4 separate regions of the Mus musculus genome follow, and all the other regions are linked to region 3. Evidence: chromatin contacts called from public Hi-C and promoter capture Hi-C data. All regions are on one chromosome and are shown on one strand. The core of a region is the stretch at or near the end of the contact, and the rest is flanking DNA. Distances in the headings are between cores, read along the strand shown.

What was found. Promoter capture Hi-C pulls out the DNA fragments that hold promoters and counts their contacts. A called contact is a pair of places that touch in the nucleus more often than the background predicts.
Region 1: a promoter capture Hi-C map of stem cell-derived epiblast-like cells shows a contact between it and region 3, with 4 times the contacts expected there. The contact joins the enhancer-like site here to the promoter of Scn9a in region 3. A contact is called at or near these places in 6 of 39 promoter capture datasets (the C10 cell line, cranial neural crest, embryonic stem cells and 3 more).
Region 2: a Hi-C map of the N1E-115 cell line shows a contact between it and region 3, with 9 times the contacts expected there. The contact joins the enhancer-like site here to the promoter of Scn9a in region 3. A contact is called at or near these places in 2 of 39 promoter capture datasets (the 3T3-L1 cell line and embryonic stem cells), 1 of 15 datasets of contacts at CTCF or cohesin (pro-B cells) and 6 of 484 Hi-C or Micro-C datasets (the N1E-115 cell line, embryonic stem cells and palatal mesenchyme).
Region 4: a contact with region 3 is called in a promoter capture Hi-C map of embryonic stem cells, with 4 times the contacts expected there. The contact joins the promoter of Slc38a11 here to the promoter of Scn9a in region 3. A contact is called at or near these places in 7 of 39 promoter capture datasets (the 3T3-L1 cell line, embryonic stem cells, hippocampal neurons and 4 more) and 1 of 9 other capture datasets (embryonic stem cells).

Annotation. Positions count from the first base shown.
Region 1 is chr2:68,384,628-68,387,433 of GRCm38.p6, reverse strand. The region is part of intron 5 of Stk39 (serine/threonine kinase 39); the gene reads left to right. Among named protein-coding and RNA genes, the nearest start is that of Stk39, 86 kb to the left of the region's middle. Within about 2 kb of position 1,268, at least 26 of the 459 cell types and tissues checked have an H3K27ac peak or open chromatin away from gene starts, as enhancers often do. A contact at or near this core is called in stem cell-derived epiblast-like cells, where this site is marked.
Region 2 is chr2:65,400,996-65,403,695 of GRCm38.p6, reverse strand. Gm34739 (a long non-coding RNA gene) reads left to right here. Exons shown (of 4, transcript XR_374587.2): 3 at 664-914; 4 at 1,685-1,887. Among named protein-coding and RNA genes, the nearest start is that of Gm34739, 13 kb to the left of the region's middle. Within about 2 kb of position 1,450, at least 11 of the 459 cell types and tissues checked have an H3K27ac peak or open chromatin away from gene starts, as enhancers often do. A contact at or near this core is called in the N1E-115 cell line, where this site is marked.
Region 3 is chr2:66,633,579-66,636,278 of GRCm38.p6, reverse strand. It overlaps Scn9a (sodium channel, voltage-gated, type IX, alpha), which reads left to right and starts at 1,317. Exons shown (of 27, transcript NM_001290674.1): 1 at 1,317-1,823. It overlaps Gm35265 (a long non-coding RNA gene), which reads right to left and starts at 2,515. Exons shown (of 7, transcript XR_374598.4): 1 at 1,798-2,515.
Region 4 is chr2:65,362,704-65,365,403 of GRCm38.p6, reverse strand. Slc38a11 (solute carrier family 38, member 11) reads left to right here and starts at 1,378. Exons shown (of 12, transcript NM_177074.2): 1 at 1,378-1,523; 2 at 1,937-2,057. The coding sequence starts at 1,485. Mir6337 (microRNA 6337) reads left to right here and starts at 1,004; the gene lies at 1,004-1,108.

The sequences.
Region 1 (2,806 bases), core at 19-2,518, 1.8 Mb before region 3:
TGTGTGAAAGTGTGTGTGCATGTGTGTGCATGTGTGCCCATGTGTGAGAGTCTGTGTGTATGTACATGTTGTACACGTGTGTGTAAGTACATGTGTGTACGCGTCTCTGTGTGTGTCTCTCTGTGTATATACATGTTGTAGACCAGAGGTTTAGCTTGGGTTTAGTTCCTCGGGTATTGTCCACTTTGGTTTTTATTTTTTTAAAAAAAATTTAAAGATAGGATTCTCATTGGCCTGGGACATTAGGCTGATTGGCCAGTAAGCCCTAAGAATCTTCCCGTCTCTGCCTTCTCAGAGCTGGGGTTACAAGCAGCGAGCCCCAATACATTTGCCTTTTTAAGGTCTTAGGATCAAACTGAGGTCCTCCTGCTTAGGTAGTAGGCATTTTTACCCCTAAGTTATCTCCCCAGATGCCCTTATCAGAGCGTTTGAGTGTCTGCCGTAGTAGGAAGGAGCCTTCACACACACCTGACTTGGCCCCAGTCCTTTTCATTCTTCCACTGCTCCTTCTCGCTCTGTCCTTTCCCCCTTGGTTCTCCTGGCTTTTATTGTTCGTATGGGACAGTCTGTTTTTGCTTTTCTGTCATGGAAGCTGGCATCTTGTGCCTATGAACAGTCTCTCAGTCCTTGGGGAGTGTGTCATTCTTTATCCGAAAGGCTAGAGTTCTAAAGGCTAGTTTGGAAAACTACTTCAGTTCAGGAAGTGACAGGCAAAATACATGTGAGCAAAACCCGGAAAGTGTCCAGTCACAGCAGGTTCCTCGATGAGAGAGAGCGGACTAGCAGCTGCTTGAAATCCCCAGGCCAGCGTTCACCGACTCCGCGGCTTTGGATGAGTTACCGAGCTGAGCCTCTTTAGGACTCATTTCCTTTAGAGGAGATTAAAGAAAATACTGCCTTTTACTATTGCTGGCACACAGTAGGTACACTATAGCCACCAACTCAAGCTGTTGCTATGGTTACTAGTGTTACCGTCATTCCTAACTTTACTGCAGCCAGCAGGACCACACTTGCACTGCCTGGAGGTTATGTGTACCTCAGATTTGTCTTACAAGAGCTTCAACCATGAAAGCCTTTCTGAGTCACAAAAAAAGGTAAGCTTACCAATATAGAATTTGGAAGGAAAGTCGCCATTAATCTTGAGTTAAGCTGTTTGAGAAGTAAACTGACTTTCCTTGTTTGGGAATGAGACAACCTCTCATTGGAGAGGGTCAGAATAGCAGTCAGTTGCCTTTGAAATGCAAAGACAGGTCAAGGCCTGCTTTGTTCTGGCTCTTGGCACTCTGCCAGTCACCTCATCCCATTACCCCTGTCAGCTTGATGATCTGAGCTCTTTCCTGGGTGTCTGGAACTCCCTGTCCTTCTCTTTCTCCCAACTGGGATCCTCTGAGGCGAGGTTCCCTACTTCTCTTTCTGTCTCAGACCTTAAGGTTCTTTCTTTACCATGAGTGGCTCAGGGAGCTCTGTGGCTCCCGGGAGGGAGAATGGGGTGTGGAAGGGGACGAGGTGAGGGGCGGGGCTGGGTTCAGGAGGACACCTGTAGAAAGAACCTGTGTTTGGTGGCTCTGAGGATCAGCTGGGTTGGGGCAGGAAGGGCCAAGCTCTGTGTGTGCCTGGCACACAGTGAGGGCTTGTTCCAGCCCTTCCGTGTTTCCTGCTAGGCGTTTTTCATAGTACCTCCATGAACAGATCGGCCCTATCCTGCATGTCTGGTGTGGTCCAACAGGTATTTAATCAGCAGTTTGCACACCTTTGGAGCGATAGCTTTCTGGAATTATCCCTACACTTCCTCCTTGTTCTCTGAACTGAGCACAGTGTTGTATTTGTGCAGAATACAGTGTCAATTTAAAAACTGGAGGTAAAACACGAATATAAGGTTATTGTTTTACAGTGCTGCCAGGATGCAAGGAGGTGCTGCTCTTCCTGACACACCAGAAGAGGGCATTGGTTCCCATTACAGGTGGTTGTGAGCCACCATGTGGTTGCTGGGAATTGAACTCAGCACCTCTGAAAGAGTGGTCATTGCTATTAATCTCTGAGCCATCTCTTCAGTCCTTGGTTTTATTTATTTTTATTTTATGTATATTGGTGTTTTGCCTGCCATGTGTGTTGGTTCTCTGGAGTTACCAACAGTTGTGAGCTGCCGCATGGGTGCTGGGAACTAAACCTAGGAGCTTAACTGGCTCCTCTGCTCTTAAATGCTGAACCATTCTCCAACCCCAACACCACACAACGCTCTTAAGATTGATAAAAGTTGCCTCCTGGTGGTGGCACACACCTAGGGTGGCAGAGGAAGCCAGAATTCTGTGAGTTCAAGGCCAATCTGGTCTACAGAGCAAGTTCCAGGACAGCTAGGGCTACATAGACACCTGACCCCCATGTATGTAAAAGTCAGCTTTTGTGTCATGATTAAAAAACCAGAGTGGGTAATCTCCTCAGGATTAAATAAAACGCCTTCCACTCTGGATGCTGCCCTTGGAACGCCTGAGTGTCACTCTGTCACAGTAAAGGTAGACTGGATGTCTTAGGAAGTGAAACAAATAGGTCTTACCACAGTAGGTGATGAAAGGGGGTGTGATTGTTTGAGAATTGTGCTCTTCCCACGACTTGCCATTTATTTACTAATTTGATGCTCTGTCGTATTGTCACGGAAAGTGCAGTGCTTTGTCTGGCAAGTGACTAAGCCTGTTCGTCCAGAATTCATGAGAGAGAGAGAGCACTCACACGTGCATTCGAGAGAGTATTTCAAGCAAGCACAAATGAATAGTGAACAGGTCACTTTGGGGTGATCAACTACAAATCTATT
Region 2 (2,700 bases), core at 201-2,700, 1.2 Mb after region 3:
CACTTTCTTATTTGCTGTATAGTAAGTGTTAATATCCTTTCTGGGGATTTTTTTTTCTTGCCTTTCTCTGCCTGGGGCCTCTGTTCCAAGGACAAAGTTGTTAGTATGGTTCTGGCCATTTCTTCTTCTGGCATTTCCTGGGGTTTCTATGGTTTATGTTATTTAAAAACACGCTGTCCATCATTCATTATATTCATGATAATTTTTATGGTTTTAATTACTGCCTTTCAACATAATTTACAGCTAGTCCAATTTTAAAGTTGTTGACCCTGCCTCTTAAACCTGGGAGAACGTTTTGCCTACTGTGCTGGAAAGAAATAGCCACTAAAAGATGCTTTAGAGACTAATTTAAGACAATTTCATACAATTCTATAAAACAATATAGAGATGAAATGATAATGATGTTCTAGTAAATTTAATTGGTCAGATTTTATCCATTAAATATGATTAGTTCAAGTCAACTAAAGTCCATAGAAGGAAGTTACCTCATCCTTGAGTCAACTAATCAGTTGACCTCACATGACCTCCAACATCAAATAGCCCTAATTCCATATTAATTACTTCAGAATGTAGAAAGTAGGTTTTCTTAAAAAGTGTGTATGACAGAGGTAGCTAAACCTAGTGAGGATGATGTAAGAGAACTTTAATTACTTCTCCCCACAGAAATGGAAGAGCCTGCATATCTCATCTCTGGGACATGGAGTGGACTGAGCTGGAAAGCCCCAAGGGTCAGTTTACAAAGTGTGCACAGTGTTGCGAACACCTGAGCTTGGGTAATTCACAACATTTCACTCGTGGGGTCTGGTACTCAAGTGTCCGGAGAGAGCAAAGGGACATGGAGTCAATATGGATTTCAACAAGGAAGTTCAGCAGCCTTCGCTCCAGACTAAGGCCATCACCGTATTCATACAAACGTAAGGAGCTGTGCCTAGCCACCACCCACTTGTGAGTGCCCCTGGCTCCCCCATTTTCCTTCCTTTCTTCTGAATTACACGTGGGAAGTAGCAGGGAAGGAGCTAGCAAGCTTGCTGGCTGCAAGCTCTGGCGAAACACACTTCTACAGAGGACTAAAACAGTTTGACTGACTTTTACTTTAAAAATTTATCGTTATTAAAAGGGGGCCATAAAAAAACAAGGTCATAAATTTATTTCAGAGTTAATATTATTTCAGGTAACGGGCAGCAAATTGTAACCATGGGCTTTTCTGTCCGTGCCCAACTTCTACGAAATAACAACTCTGAGACTTCTTATAGATTAATAAATGCCCAGGCCAATAGCTTTGACGCATTTCAGCTACTTCATAGCTCAGTTATCTGGTTTAAACTCGTCTAAACCATGCCATGTGGCTAGTTACCTCTCCTTCGGTTTCACGTGCCAGTCTCCCTCAGAGTTCTGGTTAAATGCTTGAAGCATGACTCTATCCCAGAGTTCTTCTCTCTGCAGAAACGCCCACCTCCTATTTCCTGCCTCACTTCATTGGCCAATCGGCTTTTGATTGGTGGATGAAGCTTCCATTAGTACAAGAGATTCTCTCTTCAGCAAATGATTTGATTTGGGCTTTCAACTACATTTGTCAGCTTCCTGGTGGTTTCCTGCCAAGGAAAACCCTTATTAAATAAAGTAGTGCTATAGAAACAGCTCTTGGTGTTGTGATTGTAGAAGCTGTTATCCCTGCTTCCCACAGAACAAGGCATCATCAGTGCTAGAAACTTGTGAGACGCTTCAACCTTGAACCTGAGTGTCCAGATCTCCAGGTGAGAGCATTTAATGAGAAACAGCACCCTAGATTCAAGACATCATCCGAGTGAGACTAACATCCTGATTAAGATCCCAGAGCTGACTGTAACTCCACCTCCAGGAGATCTGGAACCCTCCTCTGTTCTCTTAGAGCACCTGCACCTTCTCTTCCCCCCCTCCCTCTCTCTCTTTTTTCTCTCTCTCTCTACCCCCCCCCCCCCCACTCACACACACACACAAATACACGGTATGCATAGTTAAAAACAAGAACTTTTACCTCATGGCAATGAGCAAAGAGGCAGCTTTTGGGTGGTATTTTTCTTATATAAGGGGCAGAGCAGATGGCAGTCCTTTGTCCATCCAAGATTAATGACTGGCTTGGTGGCCAACGCTGTTTTATGCCTAGGACAAATCAAAAATCAAAATCAAATCAAATCAAATCCAAGCAGTGTGGCACGAGAGGAGGAAGACAGACAGAGACACCCATGAACTGCCATTGCCACCCACAGACCTGCCCTCCAGAGAATGGCCCAGGTGGACCCTAGACACTGGCTTACTGCCACTTCAAGTGGCACAGATGGAGGATGCCACCCAAGGGCCCATCAGCCATGTCGCCATCTTGCAGTAGGAGTTACCACAATGCATAATATTTGTGGTGGTCAAATGGGAGAGAAAGAGAAGTGGGCCAGCTTGAGCATTATGAAGATAGATGGTACTGAAGTCTGGAGGGTCGAGAGAAGTAGCCTGCTGTGAGTGCCCAGCCCCACCACCTGGGGCCGTGGTAAGGTCCCAACCCGAGCTGCTACTGAGGGCAAGGTCTGGGTTCTTGGCTACACAGTGGCAAGGGCCGGAGTCAATATCCATGGCTCAGTAGACATCCCTGGTCGAGGCAGCCTCCAGGAAGCACGGGGATGTCTAGGGCTATGTAAAACGGGCCCTGCCCCTCACTGGCTGCTGTGCTCT
Region 3 (2,700 bases), core at 68-2,567:
TTGCTCTACAGTTAGAATTGTTTAAAAAAAATGGTACATTATGTTTTTTATTGAACTCTTCCTACATCTGAAATCATCCAGGTAAAAGGTGACTACTTTTCTAGCACACAGTTCTAAGAATTACTGTCAAATGATTTTTCCAGAGAGCTATCTCCAAAATTAAAGTTTTTTATTATTATTATTTATTTTATGTGTCTGAGTACACTGTAGCTTTCTTCAGACACACACCAGAAGAGGGCATCAGATCCCATTAGAGATGGTTGTGAGCCACCATGTGGTTTCTGGGAATTGAACTCAGGACCTCTGGAAGAGCAGTCACTGCTCTTAACCACTGAGCTATCTCTCCAGCCCCCAAAATTAAAGTGTTTGTACACACTTTGTAGCACATTTTTGCCTTTCAAGGGTGTAGTATTAAAGTCCCTCTTTCCTCCAGCACAGCAGGCCATATAGATGTGGTGCTTCAAACTGTGGATATTGAACTTAAGCTTCACTTCCCCGGGGTGGGGGTGGGGGTGGAGCGATTGGCACAGTATTGCAGAAAAAGCCTTGCCCATCAAGCTGATCTGACCTGCCCTGAACTTTCTGAAAGCTGGGTCATGAAGTCCATCCACCAAGTCTCAGAATCTGCCATCCTCCAATGTCTTCTTTCCGCAGATTGTTGTTGTGTTTCTGCCATTGCTTCCCCTGCCAAGTTTCTGCACAACACAACACACACACACACACACACACACACACACACACACACACACACACACACACACCAAGAACAATTTCTTTCCACAGTCCCTGAACTAATCTCTGAAATTCACCATCCCTGGGGTTGATTGCATATCCTGGTGAGCGGTCCTAAGTCTAGGAAAATCTAAACCAAGTCTTCCTCCCCACCTAGACCAGCCTCTACAGCCTAGTCAAACTTCAAAAAGAAATATGCATTCTTTGCCTATCTAGAAGACTGCACACTCACTTATAAAAACAAAAACAACAAACAAACAAACAAAACAGGAAAAGGACACAGCCTAAAAATCGGTTCTGAGCATTCACTACCCAGCTCTACCAAGGGCAAACCCCAAAGGAGGGAACAGTGTTCTGCAGGCAGGGAGGCACCTGGAGGACAATGCTTTGTACATTCTCCCCAAGCTCCAACCCTTTGTCATTCTTCTCTGCCTTGCAGTTTTTCTCCGACTCAGCCTTCAAGCCACATAAAGTGGCTTCTCGGAAACATTAGCACTGAACTGGAGGGAAGGAAGGAGCTAGAGGGAGGTGGGGCGAGGTGATGGAAGGGCCTTTTTAGCTGCCCGCCACACTGGCGCACACTCGCACACACCCCACCCAGAGAGGTGGCCGCGGGTGAGAGGCTGTGCGACCCACCTCCTGTCCCTTCTTCTAGCACGGAGTATAGAGGCTGCCGCATCCCTAGCATCACCACGCCCAATCGCCAGGTCTCCGCCCTGCACCGTCTACCGGGCTGGGAGGAGGGAGCTAGGGGTGGGGACCCGAGAGCTCAGGGAGCATCGAGGAGGCCTAGCGACGCGGTTGGCAGCCGAGGGCGGGGTCGCTTCATCCTGAGCAGACTAGAAACAGACAGACTCCGTGCAGGCCTAGCCTGCGCTCCAATTGCGACTCTAGCCTTTTCAATCCTGCCCACTGTGCAGGCTGGTCTGGTCTAGCCTGGGTATCCCGGACTCCTAGTAGCAGGCACTGTGAGCAACAGGATTTCAAAGAAAGAAGCAGAGGGAAGAAAGAAGCCTGGGAAGAGAGGAAGACTTCCCTTGGATCAGAATCCGCAGGTGCACTCACCGGGTGGGCATGATCCGTGGGGCCAGGTCAGTGAAAGTCTTTTTTTTTTTTTTTTTTTTTTTTTTTTCCCAACCTCTTGCTACTCCCGCGAGTGTGGAAGAAAGAGGACCTAAGGTCCCTTTGCTCCCTTCAACTGCCACACCCACCTGTGTCCGTTTTTCACAAACTCGAATTTAGCCACCAAGGATTGCACCACCAGGAATTTAAAGGGGCTGAAAGAGGTGGGGATTGGGGGCGGGGAAGGTGGGGTCAGCAGAGAATGAAATCCAACTATTTCAACCGGAAAGCTACGCTCCCAACCCCCCCCCCCCCAAAAAATCACACTCTTGCGGCTCCTACGGGTTCAACAATATACACAAAGGTAGAGATGCTTAACAGTCTGTTATTTCTTTTCCGTCTACTCCAGTGGAGTTGTTACATGGGTCTCAGGACCAGGGCCAGCTTATGCTTCTTGACTAGCTAATAAAAAGGCATGTGCTTTAGAGCGAGTGTCTGCAAAGATAAACACGCAGACACAGCATTGCTGACTTACCTAGGAAAGATCAGAAAATCTACACACCCCAGAGAAGCATTAACAGGCAAATAAAGAACCAGCCCGTTTCTTAACAGTTTGTTTGTTTGTTTGTTTGTTTGTTTTTCAGGTCAATGAGCACTTTATAATGAAAATTAAAAGTTTTAGTTCATTTTAATTTGGTATATAGTACAACTGAATATCATGAACTCTCGAAGGGTGAATTTTTTTTCTTTGCATGTGTGTGTGTGTGTATGTATGTGTGTGTGTGTGTGTGTGTGTTCCAAACAAGATTAATCAATCAACCAACCAACCAAATAAACTAAAGCCAGTTTTTTAAATCATAGCAAAAAGTTTTACAAGGCTTTCTTTTCTTTTTCTTTTTCTTTTTT
Region 4 (2,700 bases), core at 129-2,628, 1.3 Mb after region 3:
ATTATAGACCATTAATGCTGTTTGTGTGTGTGTAACTTATGGTTACAAATAAATTCTTACGAATGATAGATGGAAAAATATTGATAATTTCATGAACTGGTTGATTCTAGAGCTGTGAGGATCAAGGAAAGAGAAGTTGGTGGTGTTTCTACTGTAACTCTGAGTGTTCATTTTTACAAACGGAAAAGCAAGGGGCAAATGTTGAAACTTCTTCAATTAATGGTACAGAGTAGTGGAGGATTTTTAAATAGCTCTAGTTTTTTCTAACCTTTTATCTTTCTTTTGCATGCTGTGTAGGTGTGTGTGGATGCCTATTTGTGCATGAGTGATGGCTCCGGAGTGAGGTGGATCCCTGTTTCATTCACTGGGGAAGGCATGTCTCACTTTAACCCAAAGTTTGCCCATCAGCAACCTTAGCTGTCCAGCTTGCCCTGGCAGTCAAGGGGTTTGGAGAACCCAAACTCTGGTCTCCATGCTTTCATGCCAAGGTGCCTGAGAAGTCACCTCCCCACGACCCAGTTTGTTTGTTTTCTTTATATATTAAAACTTTTTTTTCATATTTAAATAGTCACGAAAAATAAATAAATAAATAAATAAAATAAATAAATAAATAATATAAAGAACCTCTCCGTTTCGTTAGCATCTATGGATTATTATTTTCTTGCCCCAGAGGACGTTCTCTGCCCATCTTCCGGTCTGTTTCATCCTGTTTAACACAAAATGACAAATAGAAATTTTCATTTAAGGTTCTTCCTAGCCTAGGTATTCTAGGGACCCTCCCTTTGTTGGCCCCTGCATGTCCCTTTTCCTTTTTAAAGGATCATTACCTGAATCCGCAGTATCAATCTATCGCGCCTTTCTCTTAATTTTTCCTTCTCCGAAATTTCCAGGGCCTCTTTGACTAAGGCATGCACAGCAAACAATCTGGCTAAAGCCCCCAAGTAGTATTTTGCTTTCTGATGATTTCTTTATGAGGCTTCCAAATTCTACTTAATATAAAAGTTCTAACATTTCACAGTCCTTTTCTATCCAAGAAGAGGTGTAGGGGGAGGAACACCCTGTAAACAATGTCACTCTGTGGAGATGAGGGCTGCTGGGTTGCTAGGTTCTTAGCTGGCTTCAGACTCTGGCATAGGAACAGAGAGAGAAGCAAGGGAAAACGCACGCTGTGGGAGGAACAGGTTGTACCTTTGCAGTTTTAGATAGAGAGATCAGTGCGGTGCGCCCTGAGTGAGGGGAGTCTGAGCTACAGGGTTAGAAATGTCCAGCATCCTCACCCGCAGCAGCGAGCAGGGTGCACCCGCCCCGCCCCGTGAAGGCGGAGACCTCTGAGCTGCAGCCTAGTGCCCAGCGTACCCAGGGACCCGCTGCACCGGCTCCTTCCATCTCGCTGGCGAACTTAAGCGGGCAAAACCTGCAGGGGAGTTTGGCCTGGTGGGAGCCTGCTTCCCAGCCTCAGAACCTGCCCTTGCGCAGATGCAGACATGAGCTATCAGCAGCCACAGCTGAGCGGTCCTCTGCAGGTAAAACTGGCAACAAGGGCAAGAGCTCAACATCCTCCTTAAGTTTAATGCTGGGGTCTTGGTTTGGCAAAAAGGGATAGATCTGACTTAATCTGACCTACACCGATTTGGCAAACACTTTTCAATAACACCAATAACCTCTTTAATTTCATAAAACCGTGTGGTTGACTCCTAACAGACTCTGGAGTTGGGTCAAAGCAGTTGGGCAGCCTCAACATGGAGACTTGTGAAGACTTAAGGATAGACTTTAAGTTCTTTTGGATTGCTGGCCATTCTTGTTTTCCCTCCTTATTGATGTATTATTAACACTATAGGCATAACTTGATGTCATTACTATGTTTGAATCCTGCGTTGCTTATTTATCTGACTTTTTTTTCGAACTAGTAAAATCGTTATTTTATCTATTAAAATAGAGAGAGACAGACTCGAGTGACAGAGAAAGCCTGATCTCCGGACATGAACACGGAGGGAAATCTAGTCAGTCTGCCGCTGTTTTCAATGTAGTCAATTCTGTTATAGGATCTGGGATAATAGGTAAGCCACCCGTGTCTGCTTGGTTCTGTTTATGAAGTATAAAGACAAGCTTTTCAAAGTGTTATTATGATGCTAGCATTCAGTAAAACTTCAATGGGGTTTTCTTCCACAAAAGCTTTTATATTTTTTTCCATCATAGTAATGATCTGTCCTCTTTATGCGGAAATTGCACTGTTTCCCCCCCCCCACATCAGACAATAGCATCCTCCAGTTGGGGAGAGGCTACACAGGGGCCGGGGAAAATGGGCTTTTCATAGATTAACTGGTCAGTGGATCATGTCAACTAATGCATTTGTTTCTTCTTTCTGAAGCAGACTGTATTACAAAAACCATCTTAGTGTCAGTGTGAAACTTGCAGATTCCTGCGTATATTATGTGTACAAAAGCTTAATGGGAGACTTTTAAGAATCCTATGAAAATTAAACTAGATAATATCTCCTTGTGCACCTATATGATCTTAAATTTAAAATATGAGCTTATGAAATACTGTTTACATCTAGTTATTAATAGAATTCATTTACAGCAGTGCTTACAATTGGTAAGAATAGCCCCTGTTATCCCAACAAATTAGAAGCAAGGGAAAGCTTCTATAAAAGTAAAAACTTTAAAAGCTATTGCATTCCATTAATAGAAGCAGTATTTT